Regions from separate parts of the Sus scrofa genome. Here all the other regions are linked to region 4. The links are chromatin contacts, called in public Hi-C maps. All regions are on one chromosome and are shown on one strand. Each heading gives the region's core, a stretch centred on a gene start, on an enhancer-like site or on the middle of the called end of the contact. The rest is flanking DNA. Distances are from core to core; before and after follow the strand shown. Region 1 holds the start of CDC5L (cell division cycle 5-like protein). Region 2 has its middle 42 kb from the start of TMEM63B. Region 3 has its middle 25 kb from the start of TMEM63B. Region 4 holds the start of HSP90AB1 (heat shock protein 90 alpha family class B member 1).

Evidence for each region. A called contact is a pair of places that touch in the nucleus more often than the background predicts.
Region 1: a contact with region 4 is called in a Hi-C map of liver, with 6 times the contacts expected there. The contact joins the promoter of CDC5L here to the promoter of HSP90AB1 in region 4. A contact is called at or near these places in 2 of 47 Hi-C or Micro-C datasets (heart right ventricle and liver) and 1 of 2 datasets of contacts at active chromatin or transcription factors (alveolar macrophages).
Region 2: a Hi-C map of skeletal muscle shows a contact between it and region 4, with 2.9 times the contacts expected there. The contact joins the enhancer-like site here to the promoter of HSP90AB1 in region 4. A contact is called at or near these places in 2 of 5 promoter capture datasets (fetal liver and fetal skeletal muscle), 17 of 47 Hi-C or Micro-C datasets (blood, embryonic fibroblasts, fetal heart ventricle and 10 more) and 2 of 2 datasets of contacts at active chromatin or transcription factors (alveolar macrophages and skeletal muscle).
Region 3: a Hi-C map of skeletal muscle shows a contact between it and region 4, with 5 times the contacts expected there. The contact joins the enhancer-like site here to the promoter of HSP90AB1 in region 4. A contact is called at or near these places in 2 of 5 promoter capture datasets (fetal liver and fetal skeletal muscle), 18 of 47 Hi-C or Micro-C datasets (blood, embryonic fibroblasts, epiblast stem cells and 11 more) and 2 of 2 datasets of contacts at active chromatin or transcription factors (alveolar macrophages and skeletal muscle).

The regions. Positions count from the first base shown.
Region 1 is chr7:39,382,447-39,385,725 of Sscrofa11.1, forward strand. CDC5L (cell division cycle 5-like protein) reads left to right here and starts at 1,951. Exons shown (of 16, transcript XM_001929597.6): 1 at 1,951-2,288. The coding sequence starts at 2,244.
Region 2 is chr7:39,093,855-39,097,164 of Sscrofa11.1, forward strand. No RefSeq gene overlaps it. Among named protein-coding and RNA genes, the nearest start is that of TMEM63B, 42 kb to the right of the region's middle. Within about 2 kb of position 1,522, at least 3 of the 83 cell types and tissues checked have an H3K27ac peak or open chromatin away from gene starts, as enhancers often do. A contact at or near this core is called in fetal skeletal muscle and skeletal muscle, where this site is marked.
Region 3 is chr7:39,110,995-39,114,298 of Sscrofa11.1, forward strand. No RefSeq gene overlaps it. Among named protein-coding and RNA genes, the nearest start is that of TMEM63B, 25 kb to the right of the region's middle. Within about 2 kb of position 1,522, at least 1 of the 83 cell types and tissues checked has an H3K27ac peak or open chromatin away from gene starts, as enhancers often do. A contact at or near this core is called in skeletal muscle, where this site is marked.
Region 4 is chr7:39,242,267-39,245,175 of Sscrofa11.1, forward strand. It overlaps HSP90AB1 (heat shock protein 90 alpha family class B member 1), which reads left to right and starts at 1,508. Exons shown (of 12, transcript NM_001244433.1): 1 at 1,508-1,749.

The DNA.
Region 1 (3,279 bases), core at 701-3,200, 140 kb after region 4:
CCATTACTCCCACATGTCTATATATCTTCAGTGTGTATCTCCTAAGGTCAAGGGTAATTTCTAACAATGACAATACAAATATCAAATTTGGAAAATTTAACATTGATATGATACTACTAGTGTACAGTTCACATACAAGTTTTTTTTAATTTAATTTTTTTTTTTTTTTGCTGTGCTGGCAGCATGCAGAAGTTCCTGGGTCAGGCATTGAACCCATGTCACAGCAGTGACAATGGCTGGATCTGTAACTGCTAGGCCACCAGGGAATTCCTTATATTTAGTCTTTTCTAGGGCCCCTCCCGTGGCATATGGATGTTCCCAGGCTAGAGGTCTAATCAGAGCTACAGCTGCCTGTCTACACCACAGCAACAGCAACTCGGGATCCAAGCTGCATCTTCGACCTACACCACAGCTCATGGCAACGCTGGATCCTTAACCCACTGAGCAAGGCCAGGGATCGAACCTGAAACCTCATGGTTCCTAATCCAATTCGCTAACCATTGAGCCACGACGGGAACTCCTAAATTTCGTCTTTTAAGGATCAAATCAATAGTAAGATGCAGATATTATGAGAGTTTTCATTACTTTTGGTAAAACTATTCTCATTTTATTAATACTTTTTGAGATTTTTCTCTACTGTTCACTCGCTGAGTAGCTGGGAAACACAGTGGCAGTTTGGCAATCTCTATCTCATTGGGTTTTAGGTATGTCAACTAATTTGCCCCTCAAATTTATGAGGTATGAATTGTTAACTCCACTTTTCAGATAAGAATACTGACATTCAGCAAGTTTATTACTCAAGCTGATGAGAGAGGCAAGATTTCAACCCAGCCTGATTTTGTCTAATTTTTTATCTTTTTTTTTTTTTTTTTTTTTTTTAGGGCTGCACCGTGGTATATGGAGGTTCCCAGGCTAGGGGTCTAATCACAGCTGTAGCTGCCAGCCTATGCCACAGCCACAGCCTTGCCAGATGTGAGCCATGTCTGCAACCCACACCACAGCTCATGGCAACACCGAATCCTTAACCCACTGAGCGAGGCCAGGGATGGAACCTGCGTCCTCGTGGATACTAGTCAGATTCATTTCCGCTGAGCCACGACAGGAGTTCCTTTCTCATGTTTGTGGATGGTAACGCTCTACTATTAATCCACATAAACTGAATAGCAATGAATGAAAATCTCTGACATGACATTTCTGCAGCTTTCTGGAACAACCACTGATCTCTTGGGGTTGCCCTTATTGTAATAATATATATATATTTTTTCCACCCCACAGCATATGGAAGTTCCTGGGCCAGGAATTGAATCCCAGCCCCAGCTATGATTTATGCTACTTTTGTGAGCATTTGTTATGTATCAAATATTATGGTTAGGTTTACCATCTCATTTAAATCCTTAGGACAGGGAGTTGTGGCGCAGTGGAAATGAATCTGACTAGTATCCATGACCATGTAGGTTCAAGCCCTGGCCTCCCTCAGTGGGCTAAGGATCCCGTGTTGCCCTGAGCTGTGGTACAGGTTGCAGATTCAGCTCGGATCCTGCGTTGCTGTGGCTGTGGTGTAGGCCGGCAGCTATAGCTCTGATTAGATCTCTGGCCTGGGAACTTCCAAACGCAGCGGGCGCAGTCCTAACCCTCCCCCCGCCCCCCCCCCCCAATCCTTAGGACAACCCTCTGAAGTTGTACTATTATTATCTCCATTTTACAGGTTAGGAAATTTGGTCTTAAATAAACAATGGGTTTTTCCTGTGTATTCTGTGGATAGATTTCCATGCGTTAAATGCCTAATAACATGCTAAACTGATAAATTAACAAAGCTCTTTTTAAACCGGGCGAGCTTAAACTCCACACGCGCGACGTTCCCACTCTTTGCCACTAGGTGACGTCACGGCCAATCCCAACGAAACTACAGTCCCCGCTGACACCTCGCGAGAGCCGTGGTTTCCTCCACCTATTTTGGGCCTGCGCCGGGCATAGGCCGCTTTGGCTAGAGCTGTTTGATGTTTTTCTGTCAGTCTTTCTAGAGCAGCGCTTTAACAGCAAGGCACTTATTTCCTCTCAGCCACTTGAGTTCTCGCGAGATTTGTTACCCTGTCCCCGCAACACCCCCTTGCGCCTGCGCAGATCTCTTCAAAGCAGAAGGTCGCGCTTAGAGGAAGTGGCGCCTTAGGGTCCCGTGGCCGCAGCGCCGTTACTACTTCTCTGAATCTCCACTCGGCTGCTTGCCGAGACACTCCGCCGCCAAGATGCCTCGAATTATGATCAAGGGGGGTGTGTGGAGGAATACCGAGGTAAGTCCCCTTTTCCCGCCGTCGGATGCCCTCCGCCCCTCCGGCTGCTGATGCGCACGCGCGCGGGGGTCCAGGAGGCGGGGAGGATGCCTGCGGGGTCTGCGTGGGGGGCGGTGCGGGGCCGACCCCCGGACCTTTACCCGGTGCAGGGCTCAGCGTTATCTGAGAACCTTAAGGACAGGGACCTTGATTTACCTGCTTGATTACTTGCGGGGCCCTGGTTAGGCCCTCAGTGAACATTTGTTGAATTGAGGACGCGCCCTCCGTTCTGGTGGAACCCACGGTGTGTCGGGGAGATAGGAACAGCGAGAGTCGATCTTCTGAGCCACCCCCATTTCTCAGCCCAGGCACCGTGCCTCTCTCTGATATTCAGAAATGAAGAAGTGCTGTGGCCACAACTTTGTTTTTTCCTTGACTTCCTTGAAGAGGGGAAGCAGTTTGAGTGCCTGGTTATTTGCGCCCATTTACGCCCGCATCCCCACGACTGTTACCAAGGCATAACTTGTCTGCCCTCCCTACACATCTCATGGCCTCGCTCTTCCTGTCATTCCACTTCAGCCTGGATAGAAGCCAGATAGGACAAACAGGGTTCCCGAAACGTAGTGGATAATGCCATTCGTGAACCAAAGGATGATAGAGAGGGAGTAAAATAGAAATAAGGTTTTAGTGCGGTTTGTGTTTATAGGGCACCAAATTTGTCAGTTTTCAGAGCACACCATGTCTTTTCTTGCTCTTTATCTTTACATTTTGCACCTTCTTGGAATATCCTCCTACGCTTGGCATCTTTCTGACCCTCCTTCTAAAACTATTTCAGAAACTCTTCTGGAATTTTTCGTCTTGTGAAAAGTAGTTGCACCCCCCCACTGGTCCCATGACACCTCTTTTATCCGTTTGTTTTGGTGTACTTTGTTTTTTTGCAAGCATCACATCCTCCTATGTGAATGTGGGTGAATTTATTAACTTCTCAGAGCCTCAGTTTCCTAATGGGGAT
Region 2 (3,310 bases), core at 272-2,771, 150 kb before region 4:
TACACCACAGCTCACAGCAACGCCGGATCCTTAACCCACTGAGCAAGGCCAGGGGTCGAACCCGAAACCTCATGGTTCCTAGTCGGACTCGTTTCCACTGTGCCACGACGGGAACTCCATATCCCATTTAATTCTTACAACAATCCTAAGAGGTCTATATTATTATTGCCCCCACTTTACAGATGAGAAAACTGAGCACTGAGCGGATGAGTAACTTTCCCAAAGCCACTCAGTTTGTAAACAGCAGAGCTAGGATTTGATCCCACACTGTCTGCTTGGAGTCTGAACTCTCAATCACCCCAGCACACACTCAGAGAGCGAAAGCCTGGCTTCTTCTGAGCTGGTGCATCTGAGCTCTCGGGGGTCTGGTGGTTGTTGATACAGAGGAGGAAGGACTCGATCACAAAGGGGCACAGGCCATGTCTCCTTCACCCATGGGAGCCTGGGGCACCTGCCCCCGTCGGCCTCCTGGGAATTCAGATGGTGGGGAGTCCAGGCAAGGCAGAGCTGGCACCCAGTTTGCACCCACGTTCATGGGCGGGGCAGCCAGCACTGGCCTGGGGTGGGACCTCCATGTGTCTCTTCCTCAGGAAAACAGAGTGGAAACAAGTGAGCAGAGGCGACACTATCGGAGAGGTGGCCTTGAATTCCCTTTTTTCCTTCTTTTTCTTTAACTTATTTTTTCTTTTTTTAGGGCCACACCCATGGCATATGGGAGTTCCCAGGATAGGGGTCAAATCAGAGCCTCAGCTTCTGGCCTACACCACATCCACAGCAACACTGGATCTGAGCCGCATCTGCAACCTACACCCCAGCTCATGGCCATACCGGATCCTTAACCCACTGAGCGAGGCCAGGGATCGAACCCGAAACCTCATGGTTCCTAGTCAGATTCGTTTCCAGGACCTCCTCTTTTTTTCCTTCTTAATTGGAATCATTCCCACAAAGTTAACCAAGGTCAGTGACAAATTACCTGTGAAACACCCTCTCCACCAATCACAGCGCAGCCCTGGAGACCCTCCAGTCTCCCTTAAAGCAGAAACAGATGGGTAGCCCCTCCCCTCCCCCCAAAGCTGGTCCCTCTGCAAAGCAATGGCACACAGCGAAATGGTCAAGTGTGTGGTCTCTGGAGGCAGAAAAGGCCAGGGCTCAGGGTGAACGCTGCCGCCTCCAAGCTGTGCAACCCCAGATCCACGCGAATTAACCTCTCTGGGTCTTGGTTTTTCCCCCTGTAAACTGAGGATGATGACAGCATGCCCCGCACAGAGGCGTTACAGGGTTTAAATGAAGCAATGTCTGTAAAACCTTCAGCCTGGTGTCTGGTACATAGTAGGTACACAACACTGGCTATTCGCATTACTGCTGCTGTCAGCACCAGCCCCAACCAAGCTACGGGCTCCACTGGGAAAGAAGCTGCATCTTGTTGATCTTTGTCTATCTGGGCTTTCTCCAAAGGGCTTGGCACACCAGAGGTGCTCCGTGCCTGAAGTCCAGTTCTCCAGAAACAGATCCAGTGGGGGAATTTTAGCTGAGTGATCTCCTAAGGGAGTGCTCCCAGAGGACCTGAGAGGGGCTGGGGGAGCAGGACAGGAGAGGAGGAGGCCAGAAAGGGTGCCCCGCAGAGGGGGGACCCTGGAGTAAAAGTTGTCCCCACCCCAGGCAAGGGATCTGGGTCTTCCTTCCTGCACCCCAATTATTGGCTAAGGGCCACCTGGGGGGGATAACCTTCTAGGAACTTCTCTGCTCTGGTAACTAAAGGCAGCCTGCAGACAGCGCACACAGAATGGAGAAGGCACAGAGAGCAGGGGGTGCTCTTGGAAAAAGAGGTCCTGGGGGATCTGCTCCACTCTGTAAACGTCTTCTGGGCTGAATGGAAATCAGCTATGGCCCAGCCTTGAAGGGTCGTGGATCCCCGTGGAGTCCTGGGTGGTCGAGGCAGAGGGAAGCAGCTGGTCAGAGCCAGGAGGGTCTCCGGAGCAGCCAGCCTCTCCCCTATCTGAGCAAAGGCAGGCCTGCAACTGCCGGGGATGGTCGAGGAGTCCCTGGTGCGTGCCTGGCATGGATGCTACATGCTTTGCCTGGTTCACTTGCTTCATCCTCACTTCCTCCTTAGATGTATTCTGATTTGGAAGCAAGGAAACCGAGGCCTGGAGAGAGTGAGGGACCTGCTTCGTGCCCCCCGAGGGGTTCAGGGTAAAGATGAGCAGTGTCATTCATCATTAGGAAAATGCAAACAAAACCCACAATGAGATACCCCTGCACCCCCACTGGGATGGCTATAAAAAGGAAAGTAACAAGCGTTGGCAAGGAGGTAGGGAAACTGGAATCCTCAAACACTGCTGGTGAGCATGCAGAATGATGCAGCTGCTGTGGAAAATGGTTTGGCTGCTCCTCAAGAAGTTAAACATAGAATTACCATATGACCCAACAATTCCACTCCCAGGAGGGACCAAGAAAACTGAGAACAGGTGTTCAGACAAAAACTTGGACACGAATGTTCACAGTAGCACTGTTCACAATGGCTAAAATGGACAGACGAGTGTGTCCATCAGCCGATAAATGGATCAACAGAATGTGTCTGGCCATACAACGGAATAGTATTCAGCCATAAAAAGGAATGACATTCTGATACTTGCCGTAACAGGGATGAGCCTTGAAAACATCACGCCGAGTCACATGCTGAGCCAGTCACAAAAGGCCACATAGCGTGTGATTCCATTTATACAAAAGGAACTGCGTCTCTGCTGGAGAGCAGAAATTGACACAACACTGTAATCCAACTATACTCTAATAAAAATAACAAATAAAAAACATCTATGGGAGTTCCCATTGTGGCACAGCAGAAACGAATCCAACTAGGACACAGGTTCGATCCCTGGCCTCGCTCCATGGGTTAAGGATCCAGTGTTGCCATGAGCTGTGGTGTAGGTCACAGATGTGGCTCAGATCCCGAGTTGCTGTGGCTGTGGTGTAGGCCGGTGGCTACAGCTCTGATTGGACCCCTAGCCTGAGAACTTCCATATGCCACAGGTGCAGCCCTAAAAAGAAAGAAAGAAAAAAAGCCCTTATACAAAACGTCCAGAATAGGCGAATTCATAGACAGCGGAAAGTAGTAGGTTGCCAGGGGCTGGGGGAGGAGGAAGACGGGTGACCGCTTAAGGGCGCAGAACTAGATAGTGGGGAGGGTTGCACAGGACCGAGAGCACAGCCACTGCTACTGAATTCAGTACACTTCCGTGTACCAAATCGTACACTTAAATGCTTAAAATCGTAACTTTTATGTTATGTGTATTTTACCACAATTTTTCTA
Region 3 (3,304 bases), core at 272-2,771, 130 kb before region 4:
CTCCTGGCCGGGCCTGCCTGCCTCCTCACCCACCGCCACCCTCTAGGGCCCCCAAAATGCTGGCAGGTCCCTGTACACCCCGCTGGGTGTCATACCTTGGGCTTGGGCTGGGATGAAAGCTGTTTGTGCTTTTTTTTTTTTTAATTTTTTCTTTTTATGGCGGCATATGGAAGTTCCCAGGCTAGGGGTTGAATCAGAGCTATAGCTGCTGGCCTACGCCATAGCCACAGCAATGCGGGATCCAAACTGCATCTGCACCCTACACTGCAGCTCACAGCAAAGCTGGATCTTTAACCCACTGAGCAAGGCCAAGGATCAAATCCACATCCTCATGGATACTAGTCGGGTTCTTAACCCACTGAGCCATAACTGGAACTCTGGCACTCACGCTTCTGTCACTTGCCTCTGACCAACCTTCCAGCGCCCAGAGATTTCCTTTGGAAGACTCTTTGAATCTCCCAGACCAATGGCTTCATGGCACATGGGCATCCTGGCACTTACCACCCAATGAACCCATCCCACCAGCTTCTCCAGGGCAGGGACCATCCTTCACCCATCTGGGCACCTACATAAACTTTTGTAGCAGGCAGGGTGGTCTGAGCAGATACAGGTGGGCATCCAAGCTAAGATCATCTGAGGAGGGCTTGACAAAGAAAGGGATGATTTACAAAGGTGAGAGCCAGGGCAGTGGGTACCACTGTGCCCCAGGTCTGACACACCCAGGAGGGAGCTGCTGTGAGAAGCCATGACACATGCTCGAGGGATGTGGTCAGCCCTGCAGGGAGAGAACGCAGGGGCAGTGCCAAAGACCCCAAAACCTCTCTTCCCTCTGGTCTTTTGAGCTCTTGCTGGTGATCCCAACGGCAAAGCCCGGGTAGAAATCAGAGGGCAGGGGGCGGGTGCAGGTGCAATCATACAAGTTAGCCTCGCAGGCACAGAGCAATGTGGAAAGGGGCAAGACGGACTTTGAGAAGCAAGTTAGGGACAATCAATGCCAGCAGAGCAGAATTTCACCGATGAGATGTCTGAACAGGGCTCCAAAGGATGCCTGGCCACCACTCCAGGAGTAAAGGACATTCCAGGTCAAAGCCATACCCAGGCTAAGCTGTGGGCCCAGCATGGCCTGTGCTGATGGAAAGGCAGCGGTCCAGCAGACGGGGCTGGGGAAGCAAAGTGAGGCGTGGCCTCCAGATGGGACACACCCCACCTCACCCTAAAAGGATGGGCAGGTAAAGCCTGGCCTCTGCTGGGCTGCCTTGGCCTGGGTTTTCAGGGGGAGGACCCACCCTCTCCATCTGGGAACCAATTGGGGACTGGGGGCCGAGGGCTGCACAGTGTGACAGGGACCACGGGGAACCCACAGTTGGCTGGGTGCACAGCATGGGAGGCAGAGGCCTTGCCCTTAGCCAGTGTAGCTGCCCAGGCTTCGAGGGACAGGAAACTGCTGATAACAGGGCCGGGAGCGGGCCTCCAGCGGGAAGGGCTGCCCTTGGCTGGAGGGAGCTGACCTCAGAGGCAACTGGAAGTGACTGTGAGCTTCCTCAGTGCCCGGCCAGCTGGAGCTTCCGGAAGGTGGATTTTAATAGCTGAGGGAGGGCAGGTTACCAAGAAATATTTCCACCACAGTCGGTGCGGCAAAAGGAGCAGGAGCTGTGAGGTCACGTGGACTGACTTCAAACCCCAGCCGCCCCGATCACCTGTCCCCTAACTCCTCTCAGCCAGTTTCTCAGCCATCACTTAGGCACCATGACTGCAGTGTCCCCATGGTCCCCAGAGTGTGTGTAAAGTGCCTGAACCAAAACTGGCACAAAGTAGGCCCCCAGTCCATTGCTTTCTCAGCACAGTGGTTTCTCTTCCCTGCCCCAAGACCCCAGGCCTCCGGATGGGATTTTACACCGAGGGCCGCCTCCTCTGGGGGCGGCTGGGTGATCACAGCGACGGGGCAGCTGAGCGCCCAGCCTGGGCTGGGGCCCTGGATAGAGCAGAAGGACTGTTGTGCTACGGGAGCATGGGCGGCACTTTGTGAAAACTGGAAACAGACAGGGAAGAGCAGGACAAACCCAGAAGTGAGTCCAAAGTTGTGAGATTTGTAAGGCAGGAAGGTTGCCTGTGCCACTGCTAGGACAGTCATGGAGAATGAGCAGGGACAGGAGTTCTGGTTGTGGCTCAGCAGGTTAAGAACCCTACACAGTGTCTGTGAGGATAAGGGTTCAATCCCTGTCCTTGCTCAGTGGGTTAAGGATCCGGCGTTGCTGTGGCTGTGGTGTAGGCTGGCAGCTGCAGCTCCAATTCGACCCCCAGCCTGGGAACCTCCATATGCTGTGGGTGCAGCCCTAAGAAGCAAAATAAATAAATAAATAAAATAGGGAGTTCACTTCGTGGCTCATGTGAAACAAATCTGACTAGGATCCATGAGAACGCAGGTTCAATCCCTGGCCTCACGCAGCGGGTTAAGGATCCAGTGTTGCCGTGAGCTGTGGTGTAGGGCACAGAGACAGCTCGGACCTGGTGTTGCTGTGGCTGTGGGGTAAGCCAGCAGCTACAGCTCCGATTGGACCCCTAGACTGGGAGCCTCCATATGCTACAGGGGAAGCCCTAAAAAGCAATAGATAAATAAATATCTGGGAAAATTGACTCACCAAGGAGGTTCAACCTGTGGGCAACTCCATGAGCAGCTGACCAGGACTCCCAGCCCAGAGCTGCTCGCATGGTCCGAGCCCCTCCATGTGCACCCTGGGCCAGATGCCTCACTGCTCTGATGGCCTTGACTCTGCTGGTCTTTCTCCACCTTCCATAAGCTGCAGCTTTCTAGACTCACCACCTGCTCCTCCTCTGCGGCTCAAGTCAGGGTAATGGGCAGATAAACCGTGGGTTTCATGCCTATAATCCTGCACTGTTATTTAGGAACCAGGGCTTGAGGTGACTCCCAAGGGTCCTCTGTCCCTTACACACAGCAGGTCCCACCTAGTCTTCACCCAGGGTTTCTCACCCTTGGCACCATCACTACTTGGGGCCAGGTTGTAGGCGCTATGCTGCACACTGTTACATGTCTACCAATGTCCCTGGTCTTGTGTCACTAGACGCCACCCCCAGTTGTGACAACCAACTAGCCTCCAGACACTGCCTAATGCCTCCCCCCACCACCCTGTTGAAAACCAGTGCCTTATCCCTTGGACAGCTTTCTTTTTTCCTAAACATGGTGAAGATTAAAAAATGAGTCCACGGAGTTCCCATCATGGCTCAGCAGTTAACAAACCCAATAGCATCCATGAGGATGGGCGTTCGATCCCTGGCCTCGTTCAGT
Region 4 (2,909 bases), core at 258-2,757:
TGGCACGGGTGATGAAGTCAGGAGTGTGGGGCAAGGAAAAGGAACGCGAGGGTCCTTTGTTCTTTGGAGTTCAACAGCTGGACAAAGAAGTGCTACAAGACTGCACACCAGGGCTGCCGAGGGAGGTCTGCGGGTCGGAGGTATCCCTCTCCCAAGCATTCCAGGGGCGGACAAAGTGGGCCACGAAGGGAGTTGAGGGAGTTGCTGGGCATCCACAAGGTCACGGCGCAGGGAGCGGTCATTCTCTCCCGGAGGGGCTGTGGGGCGGGTGAGCTCCAGAGATGAGGCCTTGGAAAGGCGAGGACAGCGTACCCGCCCCGAAGGCAAGCAAAAGCGGCAGGGCCAGGCGAGGCAGCTGGGCCGGCGCTTGGCTTGGGGGCTCCGGCGCCGCAGCAGCTGAAGGGGAACAACCTGGTTCTGCCCGCCAGGAGCGAGCAGCCCTTTGGCCAGCATGAAGGCGCTGGTGTCTTCATGCCACCTCCTAGAACCCCCGCCACCCAGCGGGGGTCCCTGGAGATCCTCCCCTCCCCAGACCTAGACAGTTGCAGGAGGGGAAAGAATTTTTGTAAAAAGAAAAGGAAACCAGATTGTATGTGCATGCCCCTGCGTGCGACACGCGTGGGCGGCTGCAGAGGCTGGGGAGGGTTTCTCAGGTAGCGACGCCACCCTCAGTCTCGGCTCCGAAGGCGGTTCTCGCAGAGCCGCCCCAATAACCCGTGTGCTGTGTGACTGACGGGGGAGAAAGGGGGGATCATCCCTGTTCCACCCCACCCTGGACGCAATGCTGAGCGAGCTGGGTCTGGCGGGTGGCGAAGAGGGTGCCGGGTGTAGTTGCCCGCCAGCAACATAGGATCGAAGTTGCCCACCTCTCCCGGAGATTCAAGCATAACGTTGGAGAGGCGGAGCCGCCGCAGAGGCACAGCCCAGTCCGCAGAAAAAGGGGTGGAGCCCCAAGGGAAGAGGGCGGGGCGGGGCGGGACAGGACCGTAGAGGCGGATCTGGAAACTGCTGGAAGATCGCAGCACCGCCACTGTCGCTCCTTCCGCCGCTTGCAGACAAAGAGTGCCCTCCACACCCGAGCCGGCGACCTTCTAGCAGCGGAAGCCACGCCCCGCAGCGAGACGCTGGCACTGCCCATTGTCCCCTGGGAGTGCCAGGGTTCGCGGGCTGCCCAAAGTTCGGCTTCAAATTCCCCAGTGTCCCCGGAAAGGACCCTTTCCCCTTATTGGGCAGTAGGAATGTGTAAGGAAGATTGTAGCAGGGAGGGAGCATAGGTGGGAGTAGTTGGTCCCCTTTCAGGTGTTCCTCTGGGATTCTTTGGTGTGGAGGCACCTGCTCTACAGGTTTTTACTGAGGTCAGCGGGGATTCTGTTCCCTAGAGCCACGGCATTTGTCCTATGAGTATACCCAACATCTAGCTCTGGTGGTGTCCTGTCTTCAGGACGCGGAGATGGGACTAAGAAAAAGTCTACACATGCGCGCCCTTGCTCTTCACCGCCCCCTCCCCTATTTTGGACCATGACGTAAAGGTGGGCGGGCAGCGGCAGGTGCGGGGCTGACAGACAGCCTCCTTTAAGGCGGAGGGATCTGGGGGCGGGCAGCGAAGGTGTGCTTCGCCTTATATAAAGCGACTGGGGTCTCACAGCCGTTCTCTTGAGTCACCCCCCGCGCAGCCTTGTTCTGGCGTGAGAGCCGGAGGCAGTCCTTCCCCGCTCAGCTTTGTGGTGTTTGTGATCCTTATCCTTTAAGGTAAGGTTGCACTCTTAAGGCATTTCTGGTTAAATTTCAGGTTGCTTTCGTCCATTCTGTCCTTTCTGAGACCCAAGTTTTTGTCGTGCTGGGGCGGTTTGCTGGACAACGCTCCCAATTTTTTTAGAGGGTGGGTGGAAGGGAGCTCTCGAGTTTAGCTTTTCCTTCCATGCTTGGTGTCGGGCCTTCTAGGCGGCTGTTAGGCCTGGGCGAGTGGGGCTGGGGGACTGGGCGGCTACACGTGGTAGCCGCGCCGGCCCGGGACGCTGCCATGTTTGCCCCTCTACTTCCGGACGCGACTACGGGGCGCCAGAGGGTGGGCAAGGTTGGTGGGTGTGCGGGCCCGGTGTGACTCAGCACAGCATGGTTCTGGGTAGGTTTTGCCATCTCTTTTATAGAAGGGAGTTTTTCTAGTCCTTAGTGTGAGGGTTTGCGGCAAAGGATGCTTTGGAGCTCCAGTGGCCCATCGTGCTTCCTGCTTCGAGCTCATTCCTGCAGTCAGGGTGGAGGGGTAGCGGAGGAGGCAGGCTTGAGAATTTATGGGAGCATTTCTTCGTCGTCCTCTTTTCTCCCCGTTGGCTGGAATTGTTCTGGAAGGTTCTGGAACTCGGCGCCCCGCCCTGGTGCCCGGATGCTGAGGCGAAGGGAGGCTGCGCGGTGGCGCCCCCTCCTCGCGTGGTCCTGGCCGACGCATGTCCGGCATCGACGAGCGTCGGCCCCGCGGACTACGCCACCATCTTAGTTGTATTTGGTTTGGTCCTGTACCTCAGTCACGTGTGCTACAGGGACAGAGTGGAGCCTTTTGCTTTATCGGTTCTTTGTCTTAATGGCATCCCAAGTGGGTATCCCACGATTCTCTCGCGTTAGCCTCCCTTACCACGTGAGGTAGCAATTTCACATCTTCCTGGAGGTGAAGGGAGAGCAGTTTCAAATGATAGCCCCTTTAAGGTAAAACTGGTCTGTTTGGGGGGGGGGCTCCCTCCCCTCCACCAGAAATGGTAGAACCGTAGTTACTAATTTGTACATTTGAATATGTATGTAGGTCTTCTGCTTATTCACATTTAAGAAACCGGGGTTGGGCGAGGTACTCTGCATGCCTAAGAGATTACCAGGTGATGAGAGGCTGCTGATCCGTGGATGGATCGCCTAACATCCTAACA